2 separate regions of the Sus scrofa genome follow, and region 1 is linked to region 2. Evidence: chromatin contacts called from public targeted proximity ligation data. All regions are on one chromosome and are shown on one strand. The core of a region is the stretch at or near the end of the contact, and the rest is flanking DNA. Distances in the headings are between cores, read along the strand shown.

The links.
Region 1: a contact with region 2 is called in a targeted proximity ligation map of alveolar macrophages. A contact is called at or near these places in 1 of 47 Hi-C or Micro-C datasets (skeletal muscle) and 2 of 2 datasets of targeted methods (alveolar macrophages and skeletal muscle).

Annotation. Positions count from the first base shown.
Region 1 is chr4:80,142,070-80,148,942 of Sscrofa11.1, reverse strand. The region is part of intron 5 of SPIDR (DNA repair-scaffolding protein); the gene reads left to right. Among named protein-coding and RNA genes, the nearest start is that of SPIDR, 45 kb to the left of the region's middle.
Region 2 is chr4:79,980,407-79,987,471 of Sscrofa11.1, reverse strand. All of the region lies in intron 10 of SPIDR (DNA repair-scaffolding protein), which reads left to right. Among named protein-coding and RNA genes, the nearest start is that of CEBPD, 110 kb to the right of the region's middle.

The sequences.
Region 1 (6,873 bases), core at 4,248-6,747, 160 kb before region 2:
ATACTGCCTTTGTTCCTTGTGTTGTACAATGTATCCTTGAATCTGTCTTATACCCAGTAGTTTGTATCTCCCACTCCTTCCCTGTATATCGCCTCTTCTTCCCCCTTCTTATTGGTAACCATTCTCTGTATCTGTGGGTCTGCTTCTTTGCTGTATTTGCTAGTTTGTTGTATGTTTTATAGTCCACATATAAGTGATACCATTACAGTAGTTGCCTTTCTCTAACTTATTTCTCAAATCATCATGCCCTCCAAGTTCATCCATGTTGCTGCAAATGGCAAAATTTTGTTTTTAATGGCTGAGTAGTATTCCATTGTGTGTGTGTGTGTGTGTGTGTGTGTGTGTGTGTGTGTAAGCGTGCATGCGCATGCATGTTTATCGTTCATCTGTCAGTGAACACTTAGCTTGTTTCTGTGTCTTGGCAGTTGTAAATAATGCTCCGATGAACATTGCAGTACATGTATCTTTTTGAACTAGTGTTTTTGTTTTTTTATGGCTATGTACCCATGAGTGAAATTACTGGGTCATGTAGTAGTTTTATTTTTAGTTTTTTGAGAAACTTTTACACTGTTTTCTGGGAGTTCCTGTCATGGCTCAGTGGTTAATGAACCCAACTAGTATCCATGAGGATGAAGGTTCCATCTCTGACCTTGCTCAGTGGGTTAAGGATTCAGCATTGCCATGAGCTGCGGTGTAGGTCACAGATGCAGCTCAGATCTGGTGTTGCTGTGGCTGTAGTGTAGGCGGGTGCGTACAGCTCCGATTCGACCTCTAACCTGGAAACCTCCATGTGCTGTGGGTACGGCCCTAAAAAAAGACAAAAAAATAATAAGTGTAAAAACGGAGAGTAAAATAGTGGTTATCTGGGGCTGTTGGGCTGAGGGGACAGGACGGATGCCATGTAAAGGCACAAACTTGCCATTAGTTGGCAAATATGTCCTGGAGAACTAATGTACAGTGTAGTGAATATAGACAACAGTATTGTATTATAGTCATCAAACTTGCTAGGAGACTAGATATCATTCTTATCACAAAAAACAAATGATAGGTGATGTGATAGAGATGAGACTGTTGCTACAATGGCAGTCATATTACAAAATGACTGGTTAACATGTGTACATCTTAAATTTATGTCAAATATGTTTCAATAAAATTCAAATAAATAAAAACCACATATACACAGAGACACACATACATACCAAGGTTGAGGATGTCCTTTTTTTTTTTTTTTTTTTTTTTTTTTTTGTCTTTTTGCTATTTCTTGGGCTGCTCCCACAGCATATGGAGGTTCCCAGGCTAGGGGTCTAATCGGAGCTGTAGCCGCCAGCCTACGCCAGAGCCACAGCAACGCGGGATCTGAGCCGCGTCTGCAACCTACACCACAGCTCACAGCAACGCTGGATCGTTAACCCACTGAGCAAGGGCAGGGACCGAACCCGCAACCTCATGGTTCCTAGTCGGATTCGTTAACCACTGTGCCACGACGGGAACTCCTGAGGATGTCCTTAACCCAAAAAAAACCTCAATTCTAGGATCCAGCATTGCCATGAGCTGTGGTGTTTTCACAAAAACTTGAACATGGAAGTTAATATTAATAGCAGCTTTGGTCATATCCTTTTCAAACTGGAATTTGCCCACGTGTCCTTCAGTAGGTAAATGGATGCACCCACATTGTGGAATACTCAGTAATGAAAAAAAACTATGGATCCATGCAACAATGTGTATGAATCTTAAATGCATTTTGCTAAGTGATACAAGTCAGAACCAAGTATGTTACATTTCTGTCAGGATGGAAAGCAGGTTGACAAGGTTGAGCTAAGGGATTGACTGCAAAGGAGAAATGTGAGTTTTCAAGGTGAAGGAGCTGTGCTTGGTGTTCTATGGCAGTGCACACACAATTCTGCATTTGCTACAACCTATAGAACTGTGAACCTTAAAGAGTAAATTTTGCTTTGTACACATTTAAATAAATCAGGTTGTCAGGGGAACCCAAAGTGGAATATAAACTGTGGTAAAAGATATAACCTCACTTAAGGGTTTGAGGAAGAGGGAACTAACCTAAGTAATTTTGGCTGAATACTATAAGGTTAAGAACAAACTGTATGTACACATTGTACTATATTTGATGTTTGTGTCTCACAGCTGCATGATGTAGCAATTTTGAGAATATTATATGTACTATTGTTGAGCACATAAGTAAATGCATCTCATATGCTGAGAGCTAGAGGAGAATGAAGTTACAAGTAAGCAATGGGAAATGCTAAATGAATTCCATGATGCCATATTGGAGTACAGCCTATCAGTCTGAACTTATGTACTTCATATATGTATACACACACACACACACACACACATATATTTAAGAAAGAAATGTAGAAATGTATGTGTTCTCGTGCATGCATTTTCCTATCTCTGTTAACTGAGAAGGCCTAGAAGCAGTAAGCAACAAGTCAGTCTAGCACCCCAAGCCCATGGTTTTCATTACCACACTCCAGTGAAAGGAATTAGGGCTCTTTAAAAGAATGGCTGAGTCTGTGGCAGGGCAGAGAAGATGTAAGGTGAGCCTGGAACATCTTTAGTTGTTAGAAAATAAGAAAATATTCAAAAAAAGGGTTTTGGGAGGAATGTCCAAAGGTCACATTTAGTCTTTGACCAAAAGCTGGAACAGTTGGAGCTGATGATAATATTGAGTAATAACACAAAGAATAAAATAAGTGAACCAGTGGCTCCATACTGATATAGATACGTGATTGAATAAATAATTAGTAGAGAAAGAATGACTTAGAGAAGAATTTCAATAAATGTAGAGGGAATGAGGGAAATAGGAAATCATCTAGACCAGAAGAATAATAAGATCCACCTTTGAATGTTAAAATCAGTAGGTAAAACTTAATGAGAAACAGGATATATTTGTATGACTTTAAAATATACCCCCTTTATTGATGATACAGGTGAAAATAGTAACTGTGCATATTGAACCCTAGACATCACTCCCTTAACCAGTTATCAGTGTTACTAATAAGACATTGATGTTATGTACTCTTTGATGTGATGAACTGAGGGCACACCACCATGAAGTCCTGACCTCTATCTAATCATGAGAAAATATTACACAAGTCCACATTGAGAGACATTCTACAAAGTACCTCAACAGTACTTCTCAAAGGTGCCAACTTTGAAAGATGAGGAAAGAGGAACCATCACAGATGGGAAGAGAATCGGGAGATTATGACAGTTAAATGCCATGTGAGATCCTGGATTGGGTCCTAAAACAGAAAAATTGGAGGGATTTGACTAAAGCTTTTAGTTTAATAGTATTTGTTTCTATGTTAGTTTTTGTTTTCCCAGTTGTACCATGGTTATGTAAAAGGTTAACATTAGGGAAAGCTGAGGGAAGACCCCTTAGAAACTACATATTATTTTTGTAGCTCTTCTATATGTCTAAAATTGTATCAAAATGGAAAGTTAAAAAAATACTCCTGACATTTACAACTCTTCTTTTAATTGAAGTTGCCATTATCTTTATATTCATGTATGTTTTGTAAGCACTGCCTTCATAGATAGGTATATAGTCATAGACACACATACCCTCAAAGGTCATCTCTGTCATTTTGTGTAGGTGGGATAGTTTCTCAAGGATTATCAGGTGATCTTTACATAGAATTTTCATAATTTTTATGCCAAGGTGTAAATTGTTGAAGTGCTTTATGTAATACTGTGGAACACCATAAGAAAGTATATATCCTTCTAGAAAATGATGTATAATATAAATGATATTTTACATAACATTAATAAAATGAACAGACTTTTTATTTGTTGGTTAAGTGTCTTAGAAATACACAATAGAGATGACTTTAATTATAGCAAAATTGTAAGCCTAGACCTATTTGTAGACTCAGTTTTGGTCCATATATCCTTAGTTATCAGTTGGTGTTAAGAACGACATCACTTTACTTACCTCTTACTCGTTCTAACTAGATTAGTTTTAACATTCATGTGAGCAAATCGTAATTGAATGAAAAAAGCTTTTATTTGAAGGTAAACCATATATATTTAAATTCTTTTCCTTTGACCTCCTTGTTAATATTACTTAAAACTTATCTTAAACATAACTTGAAATAATTATGAACAGATGACTATACTTTTGAAGGGGTAAGTTTTAAAGTATAATTTTAAAAGAATCCTTAACATTTTACTGTGTTGAGAACAATCCTTTGACTATGTGGTTCGGTCTTTTTCTGGAGTCTAGGCACAACAGTGTCAGTATCAGAGTTAGAGGCTTTATATGCCTGTTTGCTTTGACCTAGACATTGAATATGTGCTGATATGAGAAATCTGAAAAAGAATTAAGGCTAAGTAAAGAATTAAGACTAAAACTTAAAGGGTTTAAGGGTGAGTAAACAAACATCTGTCGTTTCGTTGTCAATTTCTGCCGGTGTAGACTGCAGAATATTTGTTGTTTGAATCTTGTTCACTCTGAGCACTCTAGGACTTGTGTGGGTTTCCCCCAGAGTAGGAAGGATTGTAAATGCAGTAGTTCATGAGGATGAGCTACCCTAGTGTTATACCAAGGATGGCATTTCTGGAGTGGGAGAAGAGGATGGCAAAAACTAAGAGAAAAGACTAGTGTCTTTTTTTTCTCGAAGAAAGTAAATAGACTCTGCTAAATTGTGTTTTCCTTGCCTTCTCATTTGCATCTTAGCTTTGTGGATAAGTTAACGTAACCTGTATGAGAATGACATAACTTTACTACCTCTTGCCTGTTCTAACTGCATTGCGTGAGAGGACTAATCTATGGCCCACATTTTTCTCCAGGGCTCTCTGCGGAAGTGAGTCAATACATTGTTTCTGGCTTTACTTGCTGTCCCTCCCTACCATGCCAGTGCAGGGCACATTGGAATTTTCCAGGTATATCCTTAGAGGAGGAGGTACAGGGGAGGGCCAGAGCAGGGAATCACAGTGCTGGGGACCGGGGAAGGGGGATTTTCTTGATTGTTCCAGGAAGTATTGAAAGTGAACCAGATGGAGTAGGAGTAAAAAAATTACCTGATTTAAAAATATACCAAACAGTGAAAAGTCCTTATATAAAGTATCTTTTATCATCATATTTAAAAAACTTATTTAAAATGAAAGCTGAGATTCTTTTTAGCATGAATTTCAACACCTTTTCTTGTGCTTGTGCCAAGAACACAGTGTTCTGTTAAGTCATTCAGTGACGAAGATTTCTGGCTTGCTGCCACCCAGGGTCAAGTTCATTCAGATGAGTTTCAGTGTAGGTTCTGAACTGAGTGAGAAACACTCCTCTTGTCTTGTCATGTTAGGTGGGTCTGGAGAATTAATTGTTTTAAATAAGATTATTAATACTTTTGTCTTTCAAGAATATAGTTTTTATGGCTTCATATACAAACATTGCTTTTGATGTCACCTTGCCTGCTTGTTGACTCTCCACGCCTGAATTGGTAAAATTTCACTGCTCTCTGAACCATGCCAGAGGAGAATCTAGTAGGCACTACATGCACTCTGGTGTTATGTGCTGTATTGCTTTATACCACTGAAGAAAACACACAGTAGTCAGAAAGTGCTTCTCTCAGTCACATATGCAAATTAAAGCTAGAAAAGATCAATTAGAAGTAAGAAAAAGACTGTCAAGATATATCCATCTTTAAGGCTTTTATTCATCCTTTCATGCGTTGGAATGAATGGTTCTTTCTTAGGGTCTTGGTTTTTTCCTCACTTACCATCTTTGTTTTCCAGTTACAGAAATGTATTGCCTCTGTTGTATTAAAAATGCAGTAAGTAAAAAAAAAAAAAAAATGCAGTAAGTATGCATAAAGCTAAAGGTTGGATCAGTTTTGCCTGAAAATTATACATGTGTAAATAAATTTTTCTAAAAATACTAAATTTGCATATATGTAAATGAGCAACCATATCTTATAGCTCACTAGTTATAAGGTAAGATATGTTTTTCCCTATTCATTGCAGAAGATAACATTTTTCCCTATTCATTGCAGTGTTTAAGCTGATTAAGTTTGTGTTGATACTGATAAAAGTTTTAAAGAAGGCTTGTATTGGTGTCTGTATTAATATGTGATTTTTTTTGGCTAAAGTCCAGTAATATTTCTTTTTTTGTGATCAATCACTGTCTTATTCATTAATGCCTTTCTGGAATTTGATGCCTTGTCCTCAGCTGCTCACCAAGTACTAACAGCCTGGTCAGTTAATGGGTAACGGTCATGTTACAGGTCAGACTTGTGATGATGGGTATTTAGGTCTGGGAATCTATTTCATATCATAAAAAATAATCAAATGAAGCAAATAAGTCACAAAAGTGCTTTTATAGACTTAATATTAAGGATTTAAAACCAAACATGTTATCAAAAGCTATAATATAAACATTTCTTTGGGGTATTTTTCTGCATGGGTTATTTTGGCTGGGCTTTCAATAAAGCTTGAACAGAAGAAATTTTTTTCCCATCAAATCTTGGCAAAAATACTAATTTATCACTTTACCAAGGACCTTTGAATGATATTAAGGTTTTTTTTTTTTTTTTTTTTTTTGAGGTTCCCAGGCTAGGATTCTCATCGGAGCTACAGCTGCCGGCCTACGCCACAGCAACGCTGGATCCAAGCCACATCTGTGACCTATACCACAGCTCACGGCAATGCCAGATCCTTAACCCACTGAGCAAGGCCAGGGATGGAACCCGCAACCTCATGGTTTCTAGTCGGATTCATTTCTGCTGTGCCTGGATGGGAACTCCAATATTAAGTATTTTTAAAGTAGATTGGATATATGTAAATTTCTCAGAATGCCTTATATTGTTAAATGTTGAAAGGAATATACTGCTTACTTCCCCTTCTGCTCAAGAGGCA
Region 2 (7,065 bases), core at 3,587-6,086:
GTTTTATGTCTTAAAAGCCTGATTGAATCAATGGCAGTTGGTAAATCTGTGGCTCCCAGAGAGCTGTGAGTCTGCATCCGTGCTCCTTGCAGGATGTCTGCAGTGATGCAGACATTGTGTGCTGCCCTGACCAGTGAGGTAGCCACTGACCACATAGGAAATGTGGCTGGTGAGACTGAGGAGCTACATTTTAAATTTTAATTAACTTGATTTTCAGTAACCCCATGTAGATGGTGGCTGCCTTGGTGGACAGTGTAGCTCGTTGGCTATAAGAGCAAGTTCCAGACCTGTGATCCAAAGTACTTGCTATTTTCTCAGGCTTACTTGAGATGCCGCCTCCTGGGCTTAAGTCCTCATTTTGCCCCATATAAAACTTAAACTTCAAAAAAAGTGTACTTTTCTCCAACAGATTGTGGGAATGGCATCTTTTGTACTTAGATATAAACTCTTCCTGAATTTATGTGTTTTCAAAGAGTTGTAGACACATTGTTTACTGAGTGTTTATGTCAGACCCTTCTGAGGTTATCTTTCTTTCCATGTTAAATTGCCCTCAAAATAGAAAGACAGATTTATAACAGAATAGAAATTAAAAGCATAGATACCCATTCATCAAATGATCTCTTTTTCTATCTACTATTAAGAAGACACATATTGAAGAAATAATAGTCCACAGTCATCCTATTCTTAAGGTGCCTTCTGATGTTATTTGGAAGGAGCAACAGAAACATTGCTCTGTTAGTTAGGAGTTCTCTTCTAGTAGGTGGCAATTTACTTTAAAGTATTGTGAATTTCGGAAAAGTCCCCTTCATGTGTAGAGTTAGAGAACATTTCTTTTGGAATTATAGAAAAAAAAGTTGTTTTTATTTTGTTTGATATATGTGTGTCAAACCATTGTCTAGGTTTTTAACATGAATTGTGGCTGTCAACCAGTTTTGTGCTAGACTTAAATTTGCATAAATCTGAGTAGAATTACCTGAGACAGGTATAGGTTAAATAACTTTAACCTTGTGGGCTCTGGAGAGGGGAATAAGAGTGAGTGAGGCATAGAGAGCACAACTCCAAGGAGGTAGGGGCAGCAGGTGCTGAGCCAAGTGGTGAGAGGGTGGGAGGAAGCTGATAATGATTCACAGTCTGTCCCTCCAGCTCCTATAGTCACACTTATTTTACTCGTTGAACAAAGAGAAGAAATTGAAAGGTGAGCTGTTGCCAGTGGTCGGCATATGATTGCTTTGGGTTTGTGCCTTGTAACGCACCCTGCGACATACCGAATGAGGCTGTGCTCAGGCAGATTGAAGGCAAGCCAGGCATCAACCTCAAAAACAAGAAAACAGCATTCAGTTATTCAGATGTAATAAATATGCATTGTGGGGGCAGGGAGAGGGGCTTCTTGTAGCACACATGAGATTGTAGACAGAGGCTGGAGGACACTAATCCCATTTCACAGATGAGGAAACTGGGCCTCAGAGAGGTTCTTACTTGCTGACAGTTACACAGGTGGACATAAGAAAAATATCATGAGATATAGAATCCCCCAATGACAGAATTATAGAGAATATTGGAGCCGAAAGACAGGGGAAAAAATTGAGTAAGAACCAGTCTGTGTTTAGATTACAGCTGACCCAGGGGTCATTTTTCACCCTGGAAAGCTAGCCTGGGGGAACTCAGTAGACTGTGCAGAAAAAGGAGCCTTGGGGACAGAGACTACAGTATTTGGCCTTGGGTTTGGGACAAGGCTTCTGAGATGTCTTTGGGATACAAAGAGATCTTATTATATAACTGATTATTAGTTTTTCCTCAGTTCATTTGCTATAATAATGACCAGCTTCTCCAGTTTACAAATCTAATTGACATAGAAGTAGCATTATACTTAGCTCTCTATTAATTCTTTGCTGGTGTGTATAAAACACCTCCTTGGAGAGTCACTCAGCAGCATGTGTCCTGGCGTGGACCTTTACACCTCCATGTGCAACACAACAGAGGAAACACCATCAGAAGATTCAGGCCTGTTACTTGGAACACTCTTTTCTACTTGAGATTTCTGCCTGTAACTTCCTGCAGCCATACATCATGTGGAGTCATCCTTGTCCAGAACATGAGTGTGGTGGGTGCAGGAGGAAGACTGGCCAGGGATCTCTTGCTGTCCCTGCTTTACTTACCTGTCTTAACCCAAGAACCTGTCTAACCATCCTTGAACTGAACACTGTGTATTTTCTATAAAGAGCTGGAAATTGCCACGTCAGAATAAATTAAGGCCTATGCAAAGATAAACAACCTTGTCTTATGAGACTCCCTTGTCTTCCTGCCCAAACCAGGTGGGGTGATTCCCAGTGAAACACTGTGATGAAAAATTATGTCTAACTTGACTCCTTGACCATATCGTCTCAGTCCGTTCCCAGCATTCCAGCAGTGTCACTTTTATGAGATCAGTAAAAGCTTCTCTTCTATGGTAGAAAACCCAATTTTTGTCAGCTTTGAAATGAAAGGAAATTTGAAACCTGCCAGTCCTGAAGAGGCTAGGATAGATTCTGTCAAAAGACTCATGTCCTCTGAGCTGTGAAACATCATCAGAAATATACTTTAGATTTCAGAAATGTAGTATGTAAGAGTCTCCTGTCCATTGTTTTTCTGGATGATTTCCTTTAACTTGGGTTATGAAAGAAACCACTTCTGCTCAGTTTCTCAAGGTGTTGTAGGTCACAGTAACCAACATGAACCCAAGTTTTATAAATCACTAAAATCAAAGGTAACAAAAAACCAGTCCAGAGGACACTCCCTAAACATTAAGCAAGTTAGTCTGTTCAAAGCCAAAATATACCTTTATCTAAATCCACTGCATGTTGGATGAATATTAGATAAGTGCATGACTAATAAGGCCATAGGCTTTTTTAGCCAAAATGGAGCACTAGTCTTGGAGACAGTTTATAGTGAAGGAAACTAAGGCAAAGACAGGTAATTGGATTCCCTAGTGACTCTCTCCCTGCCAACAGAGTAGAGTCTAGACAAAACGACTTTGTTCCCAGTCCCTGGTGATCGCCCGTGAACATTGCCTCTCTTCCTCCCTTCCTGAAACCTTTATGTCCTTTCTCCTTGAGGTATGTAACTTAGGGACAAATAATTTAATTTTATCCCTCAGGGACACACATTCTTTCTAGCCTATCATTGAAGAGATATTTCTTATGGGGGAGTTAGTCTTTTGTGAGGGCATTGAATTCATAGAACTTACCCAGTGGTCAAAAGCCTGCAGGGACAGAACCTTCCTATTTAACGGTTTTCTAATTATCTTGCATTTTAATTTTATGGAAATTCATTGAGCTGAACTCAGGGAAAAAAGCACATTTTCGTTTCTCTATGTCATGATGTTTTATTCTCTTTTCATCTTTTGACTCTTTCTTTAGGAAGTCTCTTATATCATATTTCTTCCTTTTTTCAATTAAAAAAAAAATCCGCTGTTGTCCTGGGTCAGGTTCTGGGTCTGCATAGTTGACTAAACCAGGCATCATCCTGTGCTCATGGAGCATAGTCTGCTGAGGGATTCCCAGACAAAACAATTTATGAGTTTAAGCTGTGATCAGTGCTCTGATAATAAAAAGTAGGGCACTATGAGACCACTGGAGAAGGGACAGAATTTAGTTTGGGGATTCAAGCATGAGTATTTTAAGAAAGTACTACTTAAGTGACACTTGAAAGATAAATGGATGTTAGGTGAAAATCAGATGAAAGAGAATTGCATCCACAAGAGGAAGTACCTTTGATAGTTCCTAGACAGGTGGGAGATGGCAGAGTGGCCGGGATGGAGAAGCCAGCAGAGAACCCAGATTTAGGGTGGCCACAACCTCACAGGCCACATACAGGAACTGCAGTGTTTGCCGTGGCCACCACCTAACCCCAAATAAGGTTTACCAGTCCAGCAGACAACTTTAGCTATGCTCATGGGGCAGGACCCCAGGGGAAGCAGAGACCCAGGAAGAGGGTCTTGCTGTTGTCCAGAGGCTCCTGAGCCCCATGTGACACCAAGGGAAATGGAGACAGTGTTTCTGATGGTATGTAGTGACTTGGTAAAGGGCTGGGTGAGGGGTAAGATAGAAGGAAGCATTAAGAGATCAACTATAATTACAAAATTTAAAAATAAATAAAACATTATTGAAGCACAAAAACAAAAAGTGATTCTCAGAGTTCCCATCATGGCTCAGCGGAAATTAATCAGACTAGGAGCCATAAGGATGCAGTTTCAATCCCTGGCCTTGCTCAGTGGGTTAAAGATCTGGTGTTGCCATGATCTATGGTGTAGGTCACAGACGCGGCTCAGATCCTGCATTGCTGTGGCTGTGGTGTAGGCCAGCAGCTGCAGCGCCGATTCAACCCCTGGCCTGGGAACCTCCATAGGCCACAGGTGCGGACCTAAAAAGCAAAAACAAAAAAAACAAAAAAATCCAAAAAACAAAAAGTGATTTTCAGTTTGATTGCTTGGTTGAATGATTGCTGTTTACTGATGAGAAAAACTGGTTTGGAGGGGAAACTGATAATTCAGTTTGGGGCATATTTAGTTTGAGATTCCTGAGATCTAAGAAAAGATGTCACATGAGAAATGTCTTTATGTACAAATCTCACATTCAGAGAAGGATTTTAAGTTGGAGATAAATATTTGGGGGTTTTCAGCCTATAGCTGGCAGTATGTATATTTGTATGTGGATTTGTCTTGAGGGCTAGTTTGAATAGGTTGCATTTGTCCATGGTGCTAAGTTCCAAAGGCACTGGAGGGCGTGTACTGTGAGAGGCAGATAACAGCTTCCTCGCTACAGGCAGTACCTGCTGCCCCACCCTGTGCCCCCTTCAGAGCTGCCATGTCACAGCCAGGGCAATGGGTGAGGTCACATTAGGGAAATGTCACATCACCATGTCAGGTCATCTAGCACTGGAGAATGGGAGGAAGAGGGACTACAGAGGGAACTGGAGAGGAAGGGCATGACGCACAAGGAAAGCCAGGTCATTGTGGCAGGCACTTACAGTGGCGGGACCTCCATGTGTGAAAGAGGGTGGCTAACACAGTGCCACAGGGATGCCTCATAAGCTGAAGGCTGAAACAAGTTCCTCGGTAGCTTTGTGCACCGGAGTTGCTGGGGGTAGGGGGTGTGTAGAAGCATGACTGGGAGCAGGGCGTGTAGGCAGGTTTCGAGAGCAAGGTTTTGTCTGTACAGAGGGTATTGGGGATGCCCAGCACTCACAGCACAGCATAACCACAGTCCAGGCATTCTAGTTCTCGCTCTTAATAGAGGTACCAGTTTTCTTTCTTTTTCCTTTCCCTTCTTTTTAACTGATGTATAGTTGATTTACAATATTGTGTTAGTTTCAGATGTACAGCAAAGTGATTTGGTTATATATACATATATATTCATTTTCATGTTTTTTCCATTATGGCTTATTATAAGACATTGTATATAGTTCCCTGTGCTGTACAGTAGGTCCTCGTTTTTTTATCTTTTATATAAAATGGTATGTATCTGTTAATCCCAAACTCTATTTATCCCTCCCCCCCTTTCCCCTTTGTAACCATAAGTTTGTTTTCTATGCCTGTGATTCTGTTTCTGTTTTGTAAATAAGTTCATTTGTATAATTTTTTAGATTTATAGCCAGTGTTCATAGCAGTAGTATTTATAATACCTAAGACTTGGAAGCAACCTAAGTGTGTGTCAACAGATGAATGGGTAAAGAAGATGTAATATGTATGTGCAGTAGAATATTACTCAGCCATAAAATGTTGCCATTTGCAGCAACCTGGACAAACCTAGAGATGGTCATACTAAGTGAAGTCAGTCAGACAAAGACAAATACCATTTGTCTTTTGAAAGTTCATTGAGGTAGAGGCAGGCCATCAATGGAAATAACCAAAACTCTGGAATCAGACTAGTCTTGGTTCACACGCTGACTCCAGCTCTGCAACTTAGCGGGGAGACTTGGAGCAAATTATATTTCCTATTTGTGAAATTGGAATTATAATAATTCCCATAATACAGGTTCATGGGTGAAGATTAAATGAGATCATGTATGTAAAGCATTTACCATGACGCTTCCATATACTAATAGCACTCAGTAGAAGGTGGCTCACTTGTTCTTTAGAAGCAGGCATGGGGAGTTCCCAACATGACTCAGCAGTAAGGAACCTGACTAGTATCCATGAGGACACAAGTTTGATCCCTGGCCTTGCTCAGTGGGTTAAGGATCTGTTACTACCATGAGCTGTAGTGTAGGTCACAGACGTGGCTTGGATCTGGTGTTGCTATGGCTGTGGTGCAGGCTGGAAGCTACAACTCCAATTCCACCCCTAGCCTGGGAACTTCCATATGCTGTAGGTGTAGCCATATATATATATAAAAAAAAAAAAAAAAAAAAAGCAAGCAAGCATGAATTTGCAAAAATTGTAAAATACTAACAAACAACTTTGTAAAGTAATAGAAACCTAAACGCAAAGAAAAGACATCAAGTTATGAATCAACATTTGTGTTGGTTTGGCATCTGTTTTCTGGCTGTAGGGGAAGCTTGACTGAAGTGGTTTTGCTTCCATGCTTTTTTCTTTTAAAGGCTGCCATGCGGCATGTGGAAGTTCCCAGGCTAGGGGTCGAATCGGAGCTGCAGCTTCTGGCCTACACCACAGCCAGAGCAACACAGGATCCAACCTGCATCTGTGACCTATACCACAGCTCACAGCAATGCCAGATCCTTAACCCACTGATCGAGGCCAGGGATTGTTACTGATGAGCCACAGTGGGAACTCCTTACTTCCATGCTTTTGACCACCCTTGTCCTTGCCTCTTCATCAGCAAGGAGTTGGTGCCTGTTTACTTTAGAAAATGAACATTTATGTATATTCATCTGTCAACAGTGAACGCTGCCTCTAAATGATGGAAGTATAGAAGTTTCCTCTGTAATAAATACATTTCAAACAACGGCCTTAGTGCTGCACCCAGTATTGGATGGTACTGGTAACTACAACGGTCTAGTTTTGCTTTATCTAGAGCAGTTGAAGACATCCCAGACTCTTGGTAGTGGAAATGCAGAATGAGGAGGTGA